Linked DNA regions of Sus scrofa: regions 2 and 3 are each linked to region 1. The links are chromatin contacts, called in public HiChIP or PLAC-seq and promoter capture Hi-C maps. All regions are on one chromosome and are shown on one strand. Each heading gives the region's core, a stretch centred on a gene start, on an enhancer-like site or on the middle of the called end of the contact. The rest is flanking DNA. Distances are from core to core; before and after follow the strand shown.

Region 1 (3,609 bases), core at 483-2,982:
GTTTACTTCTGCCACTACAGCACATATAAAGATGTCTGCCTTTCTCCCAAAATAAGACAGAACTCAACTGTAGTACTAATTTGATAAATCTGGAATAACCTATGTAGTAATGATGTGAAATATTGCTACAATTAAATTTATTACTGCAGAAATCCAAATTATGTGCTATTAGATTTTAATATTCTACAAAGTTTCTGCATATAAAAATTACTAACAAATTTAATTTTTCAAAAAGCTCCTTTATATTGGCATAAAGTCTTTCTTAACATGTTTTTTATTTTAATATGCAGTATGACCTAATTCACTGAGGTTCAGTAAGATGTTGGAACCATACTGCAAAGACAAGTGGGGTTTCTATTTGTTTATACAAATAAAATGAATGGCAGGTATTCCTCAAATTTTATTTGGACTTTCATGTATTTAAGTTATGCCTGACTTCATCTGATAGTTTACACTAAATTATCCATTGGTGGAAAGCAGAACATAACTCATTATGCACTGTGTATCATTACTACATTAAGGTCTACCATTAATTTTTTCTTTGAATTCCAAAGGAAGGAATCAAGCATAGCCAAAATCCTTTCTATAGACCATATTAATTGTAATCAGTTGTTTTCCTACACAGATTTATATGCAAAAGAACATAATTACAAGAGACAGAATTTCCAAATATGCATATTCTTGATGGCTTATTTCTACTAGCTCCTCAGAATTAACAGTTTGCCAATTTTCGAGACAATTAGCTAACAGGTATAATCCATTAGTTTGTAGCTAACAGGTATAAACCAAGTTGTCATCACAAGTTTCCAAAAAATATGGCAAAACTAAAATTATCTAAGATGGAAAAAATACCAAAGCTCAAAGAGAAGGAATGTGTATTTTTTAAAACCGTATTTCACAATATACACAGGAGCTATATAATTACGTTCTATTAAACATGAAACTAATAACGCATAGTTTAAGAACACTAATTTGCCAAATAATTAAAATGGGAAAGGTTAATTCATTTATTTTGCCATTCTTATACCTCATTCCAGCATGCTGAAGACAGAAATCTTTTAACACTGAGCATTTCTCATCTGGTACCCCCAAAGATTGGTCCAAAGGAGAGAAATGGCAGAATGTAATCTGCTCTGAAAAGAACACTTAAATTTTGTTATTGTGGTGGAAGTGCCGGAAGATGCAACTCTAAATATTGAAATGGGAGAAAACTGAACCATGCACAGAAACAAATCCGAAAGACCTCATAGGCAGCAACACAGGGAGGGGAAATGCCAGCTGCTAAATCTTGTCGTAAAGGCCTTCTGAGGTCCAGTAGGAAAGCGACAAGTGCAGGACAGGACCGTAGCAACCTGCTCACCCGAGAAGCCACTTCTCTGGCACCACTTCCGAGGGCCGAGTTTTCAAGCTAATGGAATCTCTTCCCTAAAAACTCAAGAGGGGAGGGGCTCTCGATGCTCGGAGAACAGGATTAAACTTTTGAAGGTCCACCTCTGAGCTGCACGCACCGCGACCGAGTGAGGGCGACAAGCATAGGAAGCTTGTCCTCACTGCAAGCATGAAACCTCAGGGAAGAGAAGAGAATAAGTCGGTACCTGTTTGTCTCTCGCGAATACTTGCTGCCGCGGCCGCCGCCATCTTGACTCCCACCATTCACTGCCCGGCTGGCAAGCGGAGCCTGTGGATGACGTGGCCGCCCCGACCGCCCCGGAAGCAAAGCCCGGAGGGGCGGGATCATAGAAGGCCGAGCCCCGCCTCCCCTACGGTGACCCTTCCGTACCCTCAGCAACAAAACTTGCCGAACAAAGAATGAGGGAATCATTTTTGGACACCTAGGCAGTTTACTTTTCGGAGGCGGAACAGTGGGAATTTTTATCCTATCAAGCCGCAGGTTCTTAAAGAGTAGCTGCCTTAAATTGAGCTCTTAGGGTAGAAACGTGTTGTAGTGCCAAGAACATATTGACTGTTAGTTTGGTCGTTTGCATATCTCTTAAGTGTGATAATACTCCTGGGGCTTAAGGGTCACAGGACTAAAGTAAATGAAGCTCCTGGAACAAAATCGGCACTTAAATGCCAGCTCCCTTTTCTTTTTACCAGCGCAGCTTGTTTCCCTTTTGCTCCCCTTTCCAGGGAAACGGTCAGCTTTGGTGTATTGCTCTCATTTGGCAGATTTCTCAACCTCACGTGCAGGTGTCTTCTTAATGTACGCTTAAAGCCATGTGATAACAAAATATATCCGATATTGATGACTTCTAATCCATAGATTTTTTATTGGATGTCAAAAATGGACACACAACTCTGTGCATTAGCTATTGTTTGTTCTGAAGCTGCACCAAATTCTGAAATTACAGACCCTGTACCTTAAAAACTGGTTTGAAAACTTAAATTTTCAAATTTTTGAGACTATGTTTAACAATTACATAAACAGCAAAATCTATAATAAAACACTACTCCACAAATAAGTTTTTATGAAACTTAAGACTGATAACCTTAATGTCATCAGGGAACACCCTAGAACTGAATCTATTTTTTTTTCCTTCCATATTTTTTTCAGCTTTATTGAGAGTGTAATTGACAAAAGTGGAAAGATCCTTGAAATGTACAGTGACAATTTGATATATATACACATACATTATGAAATAATGTCCCTCCATCTAGTTAACTATCACATCTATCAACTCACATATTTTTCTTTGTGTGTGAAAAATACTGATTTCTCCTCTTAGCAAATTTCATGTATACAATATAGTTATATCTAGGAGTTCCCATTGTGGCTCAGCTGGTTATGAAGCCAACTAATAGCCATGATTAAATGAGTTCAATCCCTAGCCTTGCACAGTAAGTTAAGGTTCTGGCATTGCTGTGAACTGTGGTGTAGGTCACAGACATGGCTGGGATCCGGTGTTGTGTGGCCAAAGAGCTGCAGCTCTGATTTGACCTCTAGCCTGGGAACTTCCATATGCTGCAGGTGCGGCCCTAAAAAGCAAACAAAACAGTTATCAACTATAGTCACCATGTTATATATTAGATGCTCACACCTTATTCATCTTATAGCTGAAAGCTTTTTACTGTTTCATACATGTGGAATTTAAAATATTAAAGTTAAAACTCATGGAAACAGCAGAAAAATCACTATCATTTTTACAGCTAATTGGCATATTCAATAAGAAATTAACTGGAATATTTACTGCTTTATTCAGTGTTATCAGTAATATTTTGAAGGAATCACCAATGAACTAGGTGTGCTATAATTAAACAGAAATGAGAGTTCCTGTGCTATGTGAAAGTTTTACTTCATTTTTTGTTTTCATGGAATATATAATAAACAGGCTTTCCCACCTTCAACATCTGAGAGCCTAATCTTGTTCATTTTGGTGCTTCCACTTTCAAGTGCAAATCTATAATGTAACCATTTCAGCTCCAGTATAGACCTCCCAAAATTTGAGTCATACTGATATGAAATAAGACATATTTAATGTTTATATACAGCATATACATTTGAAATGATAAAAACTGTCTTGACCAAAGAGTGCACAGTGTGGGCAAACAAATGTATAAAAAAATATGTCCCACAGAACAGTGGCAGTAAACATAGCTCCTGTGAGGCTA
Region 2 (3,609 bases), core at 685-3,184, 710 kb before region 1:
GGACTCCCAGATAAACTAGCTGCGTCCAGGGTTGGGGCAAGATGAGTCTTATCTTATGCCAGAAAGTAAGGGGGTACTCGAAGAATGATGGAGGTGTGTCAGAAGGCCACAGAGCAGTAAAATGTTAATTGATGGATATGGTTGGTGGATATATGTTATTAAAAGCTCTTTCAAATTTCTGTATGTAAGAAATATTTAGAATAATACATTGTGAAAGAATTTAAAACACATACACAAAGATATAGAAGCCAGAATGAAGGGGTGAATCCCACGAACCAAACTTGGGACAATTTGAACACCAAAATAAACAATGATAGAAGCAGACTATAACCTTTTAATAAAATAGGTTTAATAAAATAGGAAACTCTGATTTCATACTGATAGAAATTAGTTAATTGAAATTTGATCAGAAACAAAAAAACTTACATAGTTTCAAAGAATTTCTCCCACAAAATACCTAATTGCAAAGAGGAAAAAGCAGCTTCACTGGAGAAGTGTGGCAGACACTACATTATTGAAATAAACATCAAAATGAGACAAATTAAAATCAGGTGCCACCTGATAGGATGCAATGAGAAGGACAGAGCATTGTTTCTGTGAGAGTGCTGTCAGAGATACCTACCCTTGAATCTAACCATGAGTAAACATCAGATAGATGCAAAGTGAAGGCCAACTGTAAAATAATTGGCCAGGAATCTTCAAAAGTGTCAAGGATATGAAAGTCGAGGAAAGACTGAGGAAGTGTGCCAGATTGAAGGTGACTAAAGATACATGACAAATAAATACTTTTTTTTTTAAATCTTTTTTTGCCTTTTCTAGGGCCACACCCACGGCATATGGAGGTTCCCAGGCTAGGGGTCCAATTGGAGCTACAGCTGCTGGCCTACACCACAGCCACAGCAACACCAGATCCGAGCCGCATCTGCGACCTACACCAGAGCTCACTGTAGCACAGGATCCTTAACTCACTGAGTGAGACCAGGGTCAAACCCGCAACCTCATGGTTCCTAGTTGGATTCGTTAACCACTGAGCAACGACCAGAACTCAGACAAATAAATACTTGATTCTGCATTGAATCCTTTCCTCTTAGCATTATTGAGGAAATTGGCAAAATGTAATATATCACACATTTTGATTCTGATAGTTATATTAGGATTATGTAGGAGTGAATGCTTATTAGTGAGATATACAGACTAAAGTATTTAGGGACTATGTGACATCATGTCAGCAACTTATATCTCATATAGTTCAGGAGAAAAATGTTCTTTGTATTATACTTCCAACATTTTTTGTAAGCTTGCACTTGTTTCAAAATAGAAATTGAAAAATTACATTAAAAACGCTGAGTATACTGGAAAAATGCAGTTGACTTGGGGTCAAGAGGCTATTAGTCCCAATTCTGCTGTTGACTGTGTGTGTGACCTTGAGCAAGTGGCTTCATGACAGGCCCCAGACTTTTAGGAGTACAAAGCTCTCTCTAGGGTCCCTTCCACCATCTACACCCACGGAAATCTCTGCCTGAATTTCCCTAGGCTCCAGTTGTGCCTTAGACCTCAGCTGCCCCAAGGCTGCCTCCAAGGATTGGGTCTGGCTTTAAAAGCAAACAAAAATGGGTGTGGCCGAACTCTCAGGGCTGCAAAGCCAGCCGTTGCCTCAAAGTAGGACACCGTCTCCGTCATCGCTCTTTCGGCGGTGGAGCAGTTACGCCTGCCAGAGTGGGCGCTCGATGGCTCGGCGGCCCGCAGGCGGGGCCTGGGGTCGGCGGCGCTGTGCGGGGCGCGCTCCCAATCGCCTGCTCCCGCCGCCCTCAAGGCTCCAGGCTTTCCTGCCCCGCCCCGCGCGCGCCCGTCCCGCCTGCTGTCTCGCCGTCGCCGCCGCTGGCGAGTCCCAGTGCTGCCCTGCTGCGCTGTGGAACAGATAACGTGGCGGGGCTGGGACGGGCGCTGAGTTGTGGGGGACCCGGGGCGACCAGTCGGGAATCCCCGAAGTGGAGGCGGATCCTGGCGAGAGGGGGCGGTGTCCAGGCAACCTGCCGGCTGGGAGGCACCACGCACCGGGGCCTGCACCGTGAGTTGAGCTTCTTGGGCGGGGGTGGGGTTGCTCCGTGGTGTTCGCGACAGCCAAGAGGTGGAGGAAGGGGGGACTCAGAGCAGGAACGGGTCGAGGAATTAGGGGTCCTGGACGAAAGAGCCGGAGCTCTCCGAGGAGGGGTTGAACTGGGGCGCCCGGACGACCGAATGGCCAATGCAGTCTGTCGGTCGGTCTGAGCTCCGGGAAAGTCTGGTTTCATCCGAGCACAACAGGTAGGCGTGGACTCTGGCCGCCGGGTGCCCCCGGGCGTGCGGGGAAGGTCGGAAGGTCCGAGCCCGCCCCGCCGGCGCGCCGCTCCCGGGACCCGCCCTGGCGGCGCCCGCCGTGTCTGGGTTGGCCGGGAGCGGGGGCCCATACCCGAGCTCCGGGCGAGGTTTTCTGAGCGCCCGCGGGCGATTCTGCAGGCAGGTTTCCAGGAGCAGTGGAGAGTGGATATGGCGTAGAGAGTGGAGAAGGACTAATCCAGCCCTTCTCTGAAGGAAAGCAAGCCTTTGCTAGGTTAGCACTTGCTTAGTATGATGAAACATTTCTTCGTACCCTACTCGGCCAGCACAGCGTCATTTCAAGGAATTATAAAGTCTTTGGAAACTTTATAAAGCCCTTTATGGTATTTACTAGTTGCAGTAACGTATATCTCTGGCAAGTTAAGATGATTTTTGTAACTGTCAAGTCGTATAATAGTTGTTAAATGATTTGAGCTCCTTCACTAAAAGTCGTACATTTTTTTGTGTGCATTTATTTATTCAGCAAGTATTCGGCACCTTTTATGTGCAGGCTCACTCAGAGCCCTTAAGGAACTTCCAGCCTAGAGAAGAGGTTCAAAAGGGGAAAAGGTCCGTAAGTACGGTGTAGAACTTTCATAGAAATACTCTGGCAAGATTAAAGTGTAAGGAAAGTAGAAGTGTCCTTAGTGGTTGGCATTAAATGGATGGTGAGAGGAGAATTGTCCTGTTTCGTTTTCCAAACATCATTGAACCCGAGATTTGTCTTACATCTTAACACCGTAGTTTTTTTTTTTTTTTTCCTTTAATGAAATGGGTAAGCAGACAGTTTTTATAGCATAAGAATAATGACTGTTGAAAAAAGTTTTATATAGATGGCTATAGTATTGGAAGAGTTGAATTCTATCTTAAGCTCCTCTACTACTGTTTATAGTTTTTAGGTCACTTTTCCCTTTTTGTTTATCATTGTGTCTGAGTTTAGTAACAGAAAATACATAATCCACAGAATCTTAAATTTTTTTTAAAATGCATAAATAATGCATTCTTTAAGGAATGCATTCTTTAAGAACTTTTGTCTTTAGGCAGTTCACCTATCTTCCTTTCTTCCATTCACCTTTATTTGAAAAAGGAGGCGGAGTTCCCGCTGTGGTTGCAGCACATTAAGGAGCCGGCATTGTCATTGCAGCGGCTGGGGTCACTGCTGTGGCGCAAGTTTGATCCCTACCGAGGGAACTTCCCCATGCAGCCAGTGCCACCAAAAGAGGAAACAGAAAAGATTGAGACAGTCTATGACCT
Region 3 (3,609 bases), core at 820-3,319, 530 kb before region 1:
ATGTGTCAACAAAGGCTCATTAATTGTAACAGATGTACTACTCAGGTAGGGGATTTTAACAGTTGTGCTTGTACATGCACAGGAGATATATGGGTATTCTCTGTACTTTCGCCTTAACTTTGCTGTGAGCCTAAACTACTCTTAAAAAAAAAGTCTATTAAAAAAAAAAAAAAAAAGGTTCTCCAAGTGACTCTAATGTGCAGCTAAGGTTGAAAACTACTGGCCTAGGTTCTTTGCATACATAATCTCCTTCCACTCTTCTAACACTTCAATATTCTGTAATAACCTATAAGGAAAAAGAATCTGAAAAAAAATACATATATATAAAACCAAATCATTATGTTGTACACCTGAAACTAACATACTATAAATCAGCTATATTTCAATAAAAATAATTGAGGTTATTCATTTACATTCTGATATATCTTTAAAAAATATTTTAAAGATATATTTCTTCTTCATTCTTCTTTTTTTTTTTTTTTTTTTTTTTTTTTTTTTTTTTTTTGTCTTTTTTTTTGTTGTTGTTGTTGTTGCTATTTCTTGGGCCGCTCCCGCGGCATATGGAGGTTCCCAGGCTAGGGGTCCAATCGGAGCTGTAGTCTCCGGCCTACGCCAGAGCCACAGCAACGCGGGATCCGAGCCGCGTCTGCGACCTACACCACAGCTCACGGCAACGCCGGATCCTTAACCCACTGAGCAAGGGCAGGGACCGAACCCGCAACCTCATGGTTCCTAGTCGGATTCGTTAACCAATGCGCCACGACGGGAACTCCTCTTCTTCATTCTTAACGCCAAAAACTAGGCCCTTTGGGCTCTTCCTCCCTCCCTCCACTACTGGGGGACTTTAGCAATCTCCCAGTTAGTCTCCTTGTCTAGGTTTTTAGCCATTCTGGACACTCTGGCCCTATACATCTAAGGCCCAGAACTTTTTCAGTCAATGTTCTAGTCCAGAACATGTTACCTCACCCTAAATTCTGGATCCCACATAAGACCCTTCTCACTTTAGCTCTTATCTTCTCTATCATTGCTTAATGCTGGTTTTTTGCTTGAGGTGCTGGTCCTCCTTCCTGTGTCTCAGAACATAGGGTTTGCTTGTATTCTTTCTCCTCCCTTGTGGTGTTCACATTCTACCCACTCTTCAAGGTCCAAGAGGAACCCACCTCCTCCTTAAAGATTTTCCTGCAGCTCTTAAGTCACATTCATAGCTCACAAATAATTATTCTCATGTGTTGTAGTTCTGACAAGATAGTTGGAATGTTCTACTCTTTTCTCTGAGTTTCATCTGTTAACAGGAGACCTAGGGACACTTACCTGCCACAGTCGGACAAGTACTTATAGATATCTTCAGTGCAAATCTGTAATTTCCAAAATACTAGTTCTTCAAGCATATGGTGAACCCAATCTAACTGCTTAAAAGAACGCTTCTCAAATACTATCATATAATATTCATGTTTGTTTAAAAGATGAAAAAGTGAGAGTACAGTGGGTGTCTGGGCATGGGTTTACCTATCTCACAAACCAAGGCATTAATTTCTTGATTTTAAAAAAAGGAAGCTATAGTCACATTTCCAATTAATTATATCCTAAATATCTCCATGTACGTACCATAAGCAAATATATTTTGTTTTCAACGCCTGTGAAACAGAACGTCCGAAGGGAATAATTACAGACATTCTTGCGACCAAAACCCACAGGAAAAAATCAAAAGCACACTCGCAGTGCTGCTGCTTACTGGGGACGCCATTGGGCCTGAATTCACGCTTTTGGGAGCCTCAGTTCTCTCATCCGTACAATGGAGAGAACACTCGACAATATTTACTTCCCCGGAGTTGTGAAAGATTTTCTTTCCAACGAACTGCGGGCGGTTTGCCTCCTAGGACCGAAGGGAGGCGCTTCTCCTCCCGCGACACTTTTCGGTGCTCGAGGAGGGGTGACCAGTTCTTGGCCGGGTACGGTCGCCCTGGTAGGACGCCAGGCAAAGACAGCCTGGGCCGCAGGTTTGACGTGCAGCCTGAGTGCCGTCAGCAGGAGCGCGCCAAGTGTGTACACACCGTGCAAAACACGCTGAGCGTACGTGCAGCCGCGCGTGCGGGGTGGTGGGAGCGCGCTCCGATTGATAGCATAGTGAAGGTGCAGGGCGTACGATAGTAAAGCGACAGCTGACAAGGCCGAGGGAGACCGAGGCCCGGAGTGCGAGAGAGACCAGAGAGAGGCGGCGACGCGTCCCGCCGCCTGGCACCCAGGGCTGGCGCCCCTTGCGCCACTGGCCGACCGGCACCTGCAGCGCCCCACGTGGCGGCCGGCGAGGTCGCAGTCAGTAGAGCCCATTTGCTCCGCCTCCGCGCCGCACGGCTGCCCTCCGCAGCTTCCCCGCCCGGCTCTCCCCCGACCCTCCTCCCTTCCCCCTCCCGGATCGCGATGGACGCGGCCTCCCCCGCCGCCGCCGCCGGCAGCACCGCGCGGGCCTCTGAGCTGTAAGGCCGGAGGAGCCGCGTGCCGGGGACGGGACGTGCGCTGGCTGCCGCTGGTCTGGGGAACCTCTCGCTTCCCCGTCACCAGGTCCCCGCGGAGGAAGGGGAGGGACGAGGAGCGGCTTTTCCTGTGCCGCTTGCCCGGCTCGACCTGCGCGGCCTGCGGCTTCCTGGGAACTCTAGGGCCGCGGCCGGGCCTGGCTCTGCCCGCGGCCTGCTTGGAGCTGGACCGGAGTGGTTTGGGAGGACAGGCCCGGGTAAGAGCTTGAGGGAAGGGGAGGCGGGGACTCCCTGGGCGGTCGGAACGGCCCTGGTGCCGGGATGAGGGATGCCCGGCGGCGGGCTGGGAGCGAGACCCCGGCCCCTGGTAAGGTCGGCGGCACTGCTGTTGACTTACCCTCTTAGCCCCTTTGTTTCCCAGCCTTGGCTCTGCCCGGGGCGGGACCCGGCTTGTCCAAGCCGGAACCTACGGCAGCCCCCCCCCTCCCCTTGTCCTTGAGAAGGTTTCGCCGCCCGGCGGGGCCAGGGACATCTCCCCGGGCCTCGGAGTTCCGGGCGCCGCTCCCGGGAGACCCATCTCCGAGCCCGCCTCGGTGGCCTCCTCTAGGGTAGAGAGGCTTGCTGCTCCTCCTCCAAAACTTCCCCCTCCTTTTCGACACAGGTAGCTAACTTAGCCGGGTTTGGTGCCAGGAAACCGGAGCGCGGTGCCTGCGCCTCTCGGCGCGGGGTCGAGTGGGCCTAGGGTGTTGGGTCACCCCTGCTGACGGCCGCCGTTGGGTGCCCACTGGAACCTGCCGCTGGGTTTATACACCTGCACCTGGGTTGCAGGGGACCCAAAGCCGTCTCTCCTTCACGGCACTTACGAGCTTTTGTAATGACTTGCCTGTTGTGGTTGCTTTTCCTTCGCTGTTGTTGTTTTTAACCAACTGCCCACTCTATGGGGACAGGGAAAGAGGACCATAGATTAGCCTATATTCTGATCCGTAATGTGTTAGTCCATTGTACTTACTTTTAGCATTTCTTTTAAAACTTTTAAAAACAGTTGCCAAAACAGCCAAAATTCCTAATCAAGTTTTTATTCCTAGATAGATCTTGTGTCTATCATTTGTATTTAGATATGGTAAGAATAGCAGTAAGT

Evidence for each region. Promoter capture Hi-C pulls out the DNA fragments that hold promoters and counts their contacts. HiChIP or PLAC-seq counts read pairs in DNA pulled down with a chosen protein or histone mark.
Region 2: a contact with region 1 is called in a promoter capture Hi-C map of liver, with 5 times the contacts expected there. The contact joins the promoter of HEATR5A here to the promoter of SCFD1 in region 1. A contact is called at or near these places in 1 of 5 promoter capture datasets (liver) and 1 of 2 datasets of contacts at active chromatin or transcription factors (skeletal muscle).
Region 3: an H3K27ac HiChIP or PLAC-seq map of alveolar macrophages shows a contact between it and region 1. The contact joins the promoter of HECTD1 here to the promoter of SCFD1 in region 1. A contact is called at or near these places in 1 of 5 promoter capture datasets (fetal liver), 1 of 47 Hi-C or Micro-C datasets (liver) and 1 of 2 datasets of contacts at active chromatin or transcription factors (alveolar macrophages).

Annotation. Positions count from the first base shown.
Region 1 is chr7:68,849,323-68,852,931 of Sscrofa11.1, forward strand. It overlaps SCFD1 (sec1 family domain-containing protein 1), which reads right to left and starts at 1,733. Exons shown (of 26, transcript XM_021099902.1): 1 at 1,596-1,733. The coding sequence starts at 1,653.
Region 2 is chr7:68,141,663-68,145,271 of Sscrofa11.1, forward strand. It overlaps HEATR5A (HEAT repeat-containing protein 5A), which reads left to right and starts at 1,935. Exons shown (of 38, transcript XM_021099894.1): 1 at 1,935-2,068.
Region 3 is chr7:68,316,098-68,319,706 of Sscrofa11.1, forward strand. It overlaps HECTD1 (E3 ubiquitin-protein ligase HECTD1), which reads left to right and starts at 2,070. Exons shown (of 41, transcript XM_021099884.1): 1 at 2,070-2,728. LOC110261745 reads right to left here and starts at 3,048. Exons shown (of 3, transcript XM_021100055.1): 1 at 2,995-3,048; 2 at 1,606-2,937. The coding sequence starts at 3,048. The coding sequence ends at 1,816.